Regions from separate parts of the Mus musculus genome. Here all the other regions are linked to region 2. Evidence: chromatin contacts called from public HiCAR-type data. All regions are on one chromosome and are shown on one strand. The core of a region is the stretch at or near the end of the contact, and the rest is flanking DNA. Distances in the headings are between cores, read along the strand shown. Region 1 holds the start of Prss12 (protease, serine 12 neurotrypsin (motopsin)). Region 2 holds the start of Tram1l1 (translocation associated membrane protein 1-like 1). Region 3 holds the start of Mettl14 (methyltransferase like 14).

Region 1 (2,735 bases), core at 68-2,567, 870 kb after region 2:
AGTTTTGTCATGCTTTAAAGTCAACAATGGCAGCGAGACAAACATTTCACAGCAATTTTTCCAAATCCCGGTCTATAGAGGTAAGAAAGTTTGTGCTGGTATTCATCTTACATTTAATACTTCCCTTTCCCAAACTACTGGCCAGCAAATGTATGTATTTCTTTACCTTTCCTCTTTTGTATACAGAGTGCCTCATTAAGGCTAGCCGATACACACAGACAACAGACACCCACCATCATGCACAAATCCTGCCAATCACACACACACACACACACACACACACACACACACACACACACACACACACACACACGTTGACTGGACAGACCTCTTCTAGGTGCTAGAGTTGAGCACCCTATGCAGCTACTGTCCCCGTGACAATCGTCACAGGATGCATGCTTTCCTGACTGACATTTACTGTACAAATGAATGCACTTTACTAGTTATCGGGCTTCCAAGCCCACCACCACACCACAATGCAAGCTCTCAACCCCTTGTCTCCAGGTACACAGGTCAGGTACACAGGTACGGTCCGGAGTCAGGCTGCCTCTGTGCCAGTCCCTAGCTGTCACCTCTGCCCGGATGCCACTCACCTTGACCACAATCGCAGTAGCCCCAGTCTACTTTGCCCTGGGCATTCCGATAGAAGCACCAAGGTCTGCCCGAGCCATCCGGGCTCCGGCAGAAGTTGTGCGGCTGCCCTCGCAGCTCAGCCCAACTGGCCGGGGGCGACCGCTCCAGGAAGGGCGGCACCTCGTCCCAGTGTAGACACGGGACGCCGAGGTTGGTGGCATTGCCCCACGACTCTCCTGCCCCGCAGCGGCGTGGAATCGTCGGGGGCGTGTGCCCGGTGCTGAGGACCTGCGGGCGCTGGGCAGCGGGGATCCGCAGCGGGAGCGGGAAGCGCGGGGTCCTGGGTGGCCGCCGCGAGCTGGGAAGGTAGTGCGCGTGTTGGGAACGCGGTGGGGACGGATGCGGGCGGTGAAGGGGAGAGCGCGAGACCGGATCAGCGCGGGCCACTACAGACAGTGCCCCTAAAATCACAGCCAGCACGCAGCGGGCGAGCGCCATGGCTGCGGCGCCGAGTGTGGTCCATGCTGGGCTCCGGGTCCCCGCGGAGGGGGCGGGGCGGGGCCGGCAGAGTCCTAGAGCCCCCTCCCACGCTCGCGCCGCCGCCCTGCTGTCCCAGCCCCCGGGGCAGCTGGAGGATCACACCGGGACCCAAAGGGTCAGCCCCGCGAAGCAAAGGCTGGAGCGCCAGAGGCGATGAGCGCCAGGAGCTCTGTAGCCCGGAGTCCGACCTCCACCCCACCCTCGGCTGTCAGGCGGAGGCGCGGGCTCTCGGTGCCAACGCGGGGGAAGGTCTAGGCTGCCGGTGCCAACAGGCACCACCACAGCCCTGTCTGTCGGCTCCCGCCTGGCACCGGTCCCTCCCGTTCTCGGTGGTTCCGTGTGTGTTTTGCAATCTCTGGAGAAATGTGGATGGAATTAGATGCACCTCTCTGCCTTGGCGTTTCGCAGCATAGAAGTTATGAAAGCCCACCAGGAGTGTTAAAACCACTTGGCAGAGCTGAGTCCTTTAAGATCCCAAGCTTCACACCGTGTTCCGACGAACGTTAGAGGAAATTAAATGCCCGAGTAGATCCAGCAAAAGGAACCTGAACCTTTCTCCTTCCTGCCTCCCACTTTCCACCAGATGCCCTGGACACCAGTTGTTAAGTTTTAATAGGGATTCATCCTGATCTCCAGCCTCCACAGACGCTGTGTCCCTGCGGCACCTGCCTCCTGCCCACAGGGTCGGGACTTGAATTAAGCCTCTTGATTTGCTGCCCCAGGCAAGAGCTAGCTTCCTCCAGCTAGCTTCAATAAAAGTAGACTCTACCTATGGGAGATGTTATTAATTTCTCTGATGGTTCAGTACACCACTTCCAACATCCCCCTGTGCCACTCCGAAGCCTCTAGGTTTAGGACTTTAAGAATTAGCTGGGGCTGAAGGCTTAGGGTTGCCGATTGCTCTTGTCCATGCCACTAAGTTAAAGAAGAAACAGGAATTAGGATAGGAAGATGACAAGCTTGCTTTCTGGGATGTTGATGTTTCAGCAACGAAGGGACTCCGTTCCCTAATGTGATGCAATCCAAAGAAAACTTGAACAAAATTTAAATGACCATTGTTAAAATCTAGGTTTTATTCAGAAACTGGAAGTGATCCTCGCACCTGGCTTTAAATAATTCAACTTCACTTAATATTTTAGGAATCATTTCACTGTGTAAAATAACTGTCAGAAACCCAAGAATGAATGCATTTGTCAATTTTTAAAAGTTTTTATTTGTAATTCATTTTTACACTCTATATTCCATTCCCCGCCCCTCCCCATCCACCCTCCAATTGTTCCACATCCCATAACTCCTTCCCACCCCATCCCGTCTCCACATGGATGCCCCCACACCCCACCCCACCTGATCTCTAAACTCCCTGGGGCCTCCAGTCTCTTGAGGGTTAGCTGAATGAACACAGACCTGAAGTCCTCCACTGTATGTGTGTAAGGGGCCTCATATCAGCTGGTGTATGCTGTATGTTTGGTGGTCCAGTGTTTGAAAGATCTCAGGGGTCCAGATTAACTGAGACTGCTGGTCCTCCAACGTAATCACCCATCTCCTCAGCTTCTTTCAGTCTCCCCTAATTCAACAACAGGGGTCAGCTGCTTCTGTCCATTGGTTGGGTGCAAATATCTGCA
Region 2 (2,872 bases), core at 369-2,868:
GAGAAAACCACTTTGCTGCCAGACTTGTTAATGCGATAAAGAACACTGGAAGCAGGAAACTATTATTTATACACACAATTCTGCAGTCATCACCACGAAACGTTTGGACAATCGTTGAGGTAACAATCTAAACTAAATACGATGTTGGTCTGTTAACTATTCTGACAGGATTTAGAGGCTGAGTGGTTTAATCTTAATTCCCACCACCACTCATACCGCTGCCAACCCTTAAAAACACATTAGACAATAACAATAGCAATATTTAAAAAAGCACGACCCGTTCTGAAAAACAGAAACTCTCTAGCACAGAGACACCACATAGCAAGGAGTGGATTCCCTTGGAGGTAAGAATCAATTAGCTTGAAGCTGCTTAAGGAGCCTTCTCTTTCTTCTTTGGTGGAGAGTCTATTCTATTCGGATTCTCCACTCCATTTTCTGTGCCTTTTCTCGCCCTGGACCGTCTCTTCCTTCCACAAACATGAAGGTTCGCGTCTTCTAACCATCTCTGAAGCCAGACAGTAGTCAAGGTCCATGTTATGTACACCTGGATACTGCAACTCGAGGACAGAACAGCGATTTTAGCTGCCAGCACATTGACATTACCAGAGAGTGCATTGCCATTCCGATTTGTCCCGGCCAGGTGAAGCCCTACTGTAACCACCGAGACAATCAATGTCACGAGTCTCCCGGATATAAACACGATAGGCCACAGAGACAACCCTTTCTGGTACCGCTCATCACCAAAGTAAAGCAGGCTGCACACGCTGGAGAGGAGCTCTACGGCGTAGTGCAGCATCAGCAGCAGCAGGCCCAAGTGGTTCAAGTACAAGAGATAGGCCCCTCCAATGTGGAAGAGGTGGAGGCCAATGTAGATGAGCTGACCCGGGATATCTTGCTTCCTGACTTTCTGGAAGTAAAGCTCCGGAAAGCTATGAAACCAGTAAGCCAACTGTGAAATGTAGAAAAATTTCATCTGAAATGTCATCATGTTGTGGGGCTGAGACTTCCACAAGAGTGTAGGGTCTGACAGGCAGTTCTCAGAGGCCAGAATGATCATGCCCCAGATCCCGGACACTATATAGAACACACTCAGCTGCCCGGCCTCATTCAGTTTGTTTTGTTTGCCTTTGGTGAGCTGCAGTCTCCTGCTGAGCTTATCTAGCACGTACTCCTGAATGGTGGCGTGGATGATGATGGCCACCAGCATGTAGAAGAACACTGTGGCCAGATCTTTGACCCCATAATGGTACAGGGTCCTGGACCCGGAGGGCAGCCCTTCCGCTGGGACAACGACTCCATGCTGCAGAGTGAGGAACGCGATCGACATCTCGGAGGTGCCCTCGAACATAAGCCCCAGCACGAAGAACATGCCCACGCAGGAGACCATATCCGCGTGGTTCTGCACCATGAATTCGTGGCTCAACACCGGGGGGTTCCTGGCGTTCTTCTTGCGGAGCCCCATGCCGCGGTACTCACCAGTAGTCACCGGCCTCCACCGCTGATCACTGAGCCGCTCCCAGCGCCGGGCTCCCCATCACCGCCCGTCTGACGCCCAGGGTCGCAGCCGCTGCCGACCGATCAATCAAAGGCTGGGGCCGCGTAGGCCGAGCATGCGCACAGGGGCTGCGGAGGCAGGAAAGGAAATCGAGCGCCGCGCCCCTGCCCCGCAGGCCCGGGTGCGAGCGCGGATTTGCTGCACCGATCGCCGCCGCCCACCCACAGGAGCCGGAGGGGCTTCCCAGGAACTGGGAAATCTGGTGCCACTGTCATTGCCATTGCCATCATCACCATGGCAACACAGCAGCGAGTTCCCTAGTGCTCTCTACTGATCTCTTAGGAATCTCACCTTCCCTTAAGGGGCTGATGCTGTGGAAATCAAATTCATTCTCTCTCTCTCTCTCTCTCTCTCTCTCTCTCTCTCTCTCTCTCTCTCTCTCTCTCTCTCATCTGAGTGTCTGTGTCTCCTCTATGTGTTTTTTGTCTTTGCCTCTGTCTCTCTGTTTCTCTCTCCTTTTCCCCACCCACCTCTTTGTGACACACCATGCCTGCCATTATTATCACCACAGGTCTAATAAATATCAGTAGCCACGATTTAAATCCTGAGTGGAACCAGAGTATTCTCAGCGCTGTATTGTGCTGTCTCTATGTTAAATCAGTCAGACCTGGCAACACCAATGCAAAGAAGCAGTTTCAGAAAATAATGCTATTAGAACAAAAATGGCTGTAGAGGTGCTAGCTAATTATATTAGAAGTCTGCAAGGCAGTGGGAAGCAGAGATCTTGCAGGTCCTTGGCTACAAAACAAGACTTCACTCGGACAGACATGAATCTCAGGGTTCATTTGTCTGTGTGTAACGTTTTTAGCAAATGTTAAATTTCACTTTAAAGAAAAGCCATGTTATTAGCTTTGTCAACAGAAGTTTTATGTCAGTTTTCAAATATCACTGATAAGGGAGAATGAATTTCTTGTCCTTTATCTGTCATATGAGTGTAAAGTCCTTACGGAGAGGAATGATGGGTGAAAGTATAAAGTATGCAGTTCAGACGAATAACGCTACAGGCCCTTTTAAAAGAAACAAAGCGTTTATCGTTAGAGTGCTGAGATTTATCGTCATCCTTCAGTTCGCTACATAGCATAGCGCAGTATAAATAGAACCTTGTTTATTTAGCTTGGAGATTGTATCAATAGAAGGCATCTTGAATTTTCCAGAGGAAAATACGGTTTGTTATGGGGAGTGTTCTTGAATTAAGGAAAATATACATATTATTTTTCATAATAAGAATTCTCTATTTTTCAAGTGATTCTTCATTGGATAATGCTTTTTATTTTTCTTCAGATCATCACTCTGACTTTTCTTTGTTTATCCAAGCTC
Region 3 (2,953 bases), core at 147-2,646, 940 kb after region 2:
CTATAAGAAATGCTCAGTGAATAAACATCTAGTCCCGGCAGTCATAATTATCAAATAATATAGCTAAGTCTGAAAGAGATATACCTTAACACTATATAGTCAAAATAATTTACAGAAGACTTTTTGAAAATTAACGTTTTTGTCATATAATTCTACTATTATGCAAGGAATTTTTGCTTGATTGTTGTTTTTGAGATGGGGTTTCTCTGTGTAGGTCTGGCTGCCCTGAAATTTGCTCTGTAGACCAGGCTGGCCTCGAACTCAGAGAACTGCCGGCCTCTGTCTCTCGGGTGCTGGAATTAAAGGCATTCGCTACCGCTGCCCGCTCTGTTTGTGTGTTGTTATGAATGACAGGGTTTCACTACGTAACTACCGCTGTTTGCTTGCATTTATTTATTTATTTATTTATTTATTTATTTATTTATATGAATGAATGAATGAATGACAGGGTTTCATTACATAGCCTAGCGCTGCCCGCTCTGTTTGTGTGTTTATGAATGACAGGGTTTCACTACGTAACTACCGCTATGTTTGCTTGCATTTATTTATTTATTTATTTATTTATTTATTTATTTATTTACTACGTAACTACCGCTATGTTTGCTTGCATTTATTTATTTATTTATTTATTTACTACGTAACTACCGCTATGTTTGCTTGCATTTATTTATTTATTTATTTATTTATTTATTTATTTATTTATATAAATGAATGAATGACAGGGTTTCAGCGCTGCCCGCTCTGTTTGTGTGTTTATGAATGACAGGGTTTCACTACGTAACTACCGCTATGTTTGCTTGCATTTATTTATTTATTTGTTTGTTTATTTATTTATATAAATGAGTGAATGACAGGGTTTCATTACATAGCCTAGGCTCCAAACTCCTGGGTCCTCCTGCCTCAGCCCCCCAAGACCCTCTTTCTCTGTTCTTATTTATTTATTTATTTATTTATATAAATAAATGAGTGAATGACAGGGTTTCATTACATAGCCTAGGCTCCAAACTCCTGGGTCCTCCTGCCTCAGCCCCCCAAGACCCTCTTTCTCTGTTCTTTTACAAAAGCTCGCTAACTTGCCAAGGTTACTGAGCGGCGATCCAGTCCTTCACAAGCCGGTCAGTATTGCAGTGAAAGAAACCCACAAGCATCCCTCAAATATTAAAAAGCCAGGACTGGCAGGCGGACAATTGGTTAACGGGAAAAAGAAAAACTTCTTTTATGAGCAGGAAAAACAAAAAACAAAAAAACCGAGCCTAACCCTTCAGGAAAGACTTTAAGCACTAAGAAGATAGCCAAAAGCGGCTCCTCGCCCTCAACCACCACTACATCCCCATTGGGTCTCGTCGTGTGACATCATATCTTCGGCGTCCTGGAGGCGGGACTTCCTGTTCAGGCATAGCCTGTTTCAGGCGCGCCGGAAACTTCCTCCTGAGGGACGTGAAAGTCTCCGGGTCAGAATCTCTGCGGGGCGGGACCCGGTGTTTCCTGGTTTGGCAGGTGGATTTGCATTTTGGCGGGCGCGGAGTCTGTCGGGGTGGTGAGCAGCCGAAGCTGGGGCATGGATAGCCGCCTGCAGGAGATCCGGGAGCGGCAGAAGTTACGGCGGCAGCTCCTAGCTCAGCAGGTGTGCGGCGGGTGGGAGGGAGCATTAGTGCGCGTGCGCGGCCGCCTCTTTTAAAAAAAATTTTTTTTTTTTTTTTTTTTTTTTTTTTTTGGTGAACTCTCACATCAGCATCTGTCAAGGTCTTTGTCCCGGGACTTTTATTCCCTAGTCTACTCGAGTGCCTGTCAGAGTCATTACGTAGAAAACCAACCGCTGCCAGGCTTGGGCTTTCTGTCCCCACCGTGGCGGGCACGGACTTGAGTGGTGGGGGTAGACTTGGGAATTGTCGATGAGTGCAGTGCTAGTAGTTGCTACAAGAGCAAGTGGCAGTTTTAGCCCTTACATTTCACCGTCACTGTTGAAGCAGTGTTTCATGTCTTGCCTTTCTCCCGCGTCAGCTTCAGATTCTTTATTTTTTTTAAGATTAGTTTTTATTTTAAATTATGTGGGGTTTGTCTCTCTGTGTGTATATATATATGTGCACGTGAGCACAGCGCCAGAGGTGTTGGATCTTTCTGGAGCTGGAACTACAGGTAGTTGTGAGCCTCCTGGTGTGGGTGCTTGGGACTTGAACTCAGGTCCTTTGGAAGAGCAGTGCATGTTCTTAATCTTTTCTTGATATTGGTTTTGAAGGAAGTTTGATTATTTTCTTGAGATCCTGTCGAAAGACTCATTGGAAGCCACCTAAGTTAGAGCAAATTTTAGATTCTGCACTTAGAACACAGTCTACCTTCAACCAAACGTTTGAATCCTTACTTGGTAATTTATTAGAGACAGGAGGTGTTACGTTCACTAGTACATTAGGACTAGGTTTCCAAATTTTAACGTTTTTCCCTAGCCAGCCCTCACCAGAGAATTCTCTAAGATTCCTCTCTCTAGAGATTACTTTTCAAACCTTTCGCTTTCATTGAAGCTAGTGAATGAAGATGTGAGTGCTTGCCGTTTAGTAGACCATTCATGCAGGGAATACATACTACAAGTTGTTTTACTTAAAAATCTCAGGCTGTTTTCATTACACCATACAAATCAATATAAGTAATGGAGGGAAATGCTCAAAGCTTGAGTGAGTAAATTTTAGATTTCCAATGAGTCTTTCTCGCCAGGATCTCAAGAAAATAATACAAACTTCCTTCGACACCAGTCTCGAGAATGTGAAGGTGGGCTAGAGAGAGAGGTGGCTCAGTGGTTAAGGTAGAGCGCTGTCATTTCTCATTGCTAAATCTTGGGTTCCTCAAAGAACTTTCTGAAGGAATGACTCGTATTCTGAGATGAGAATTACAAATAGAGAATCAGACAATGCTCTAACTATCGGAAGTGAGTGTTCTGTCCTCTGACCAAGAAGTCGAGAAG

The links. HiCAR-type assays count read pairs that join an accessible place to other places.
Region 1: a HiCAR-type map of astrocytes shows a contact between it and region 2, with 4 times the contacts expected there. The contact joins the promoter of Prss12 here to the promoter of Tram1l1 in region 2. A contact is called at or near these places in 2 of 39 promoter capture datasets (hippocampal neurons and liver), 5 of 115 datasets of contacts at active chromatin or transcription factors (astrocytes, differentiating embryonic stem cells, embryonic forebrain and 2 more) and 1 of 9 other capture datasets (adipose tissue).
Region 3: a HiCAR-type map of astrocytes shows a contact between it and region 2, with 6 times the contacts expected there. The contact joins the promoter of Mettl14 here to the promoter of Tram1l1 in region 2. A contact is called at or near these places in 6 of 39 promoter capture datasets (the 3T3-L1 cell line, 3T3-L1-derived adipocytes, hippocampal neurons and 2 more) and 4 of 115 datasets of contacts at active chromatin or transcription factors (astrocytes, embryonic forebrain, forebrain and 1 more).

Annotation. Positions count from the first base shown.
Region 1 is chr3:123,445,495-123,448,229 of GRCm38.p6, reverse strand. Prss12 (protease, serine 12 neurotrypsin (motopsin)) reads right to left here and starts at 1,317. Exons shown (of 11, transcript NM_008939.2): 1 at 594-1,317. The coding sequence starts at 1,071. It overlaps Gm35065 (a long non-coding RNA gene), which reads left to right. Exons shown (of 5, transcript XR_001783982.2): 1 at 1-80.
Region 2 is chr3:124,319,783-124,322,654 of GRCm38.p6, reverse strand. It overlaps Tram1l1 (translocation associated membrane protein 1-like 1), which reads right to left and starts at 1,618. Exons shown (of 1, transcript NM_146140.4): 1 at 1-1,618. The coding sequence starts at 1,462. The coding sequence ends at 371.
Region 3 is chr3:123,384,433-123,387,385 of GRCm38.p6, reverse strand. It overlaps Mettl14 (methyltransferase like 14), which reads left to right and starts at 1,396. Exons shown (of 11, transcript NM_201638.2): 1 at 1,396-1,624. The coding sequence starts at 1,559.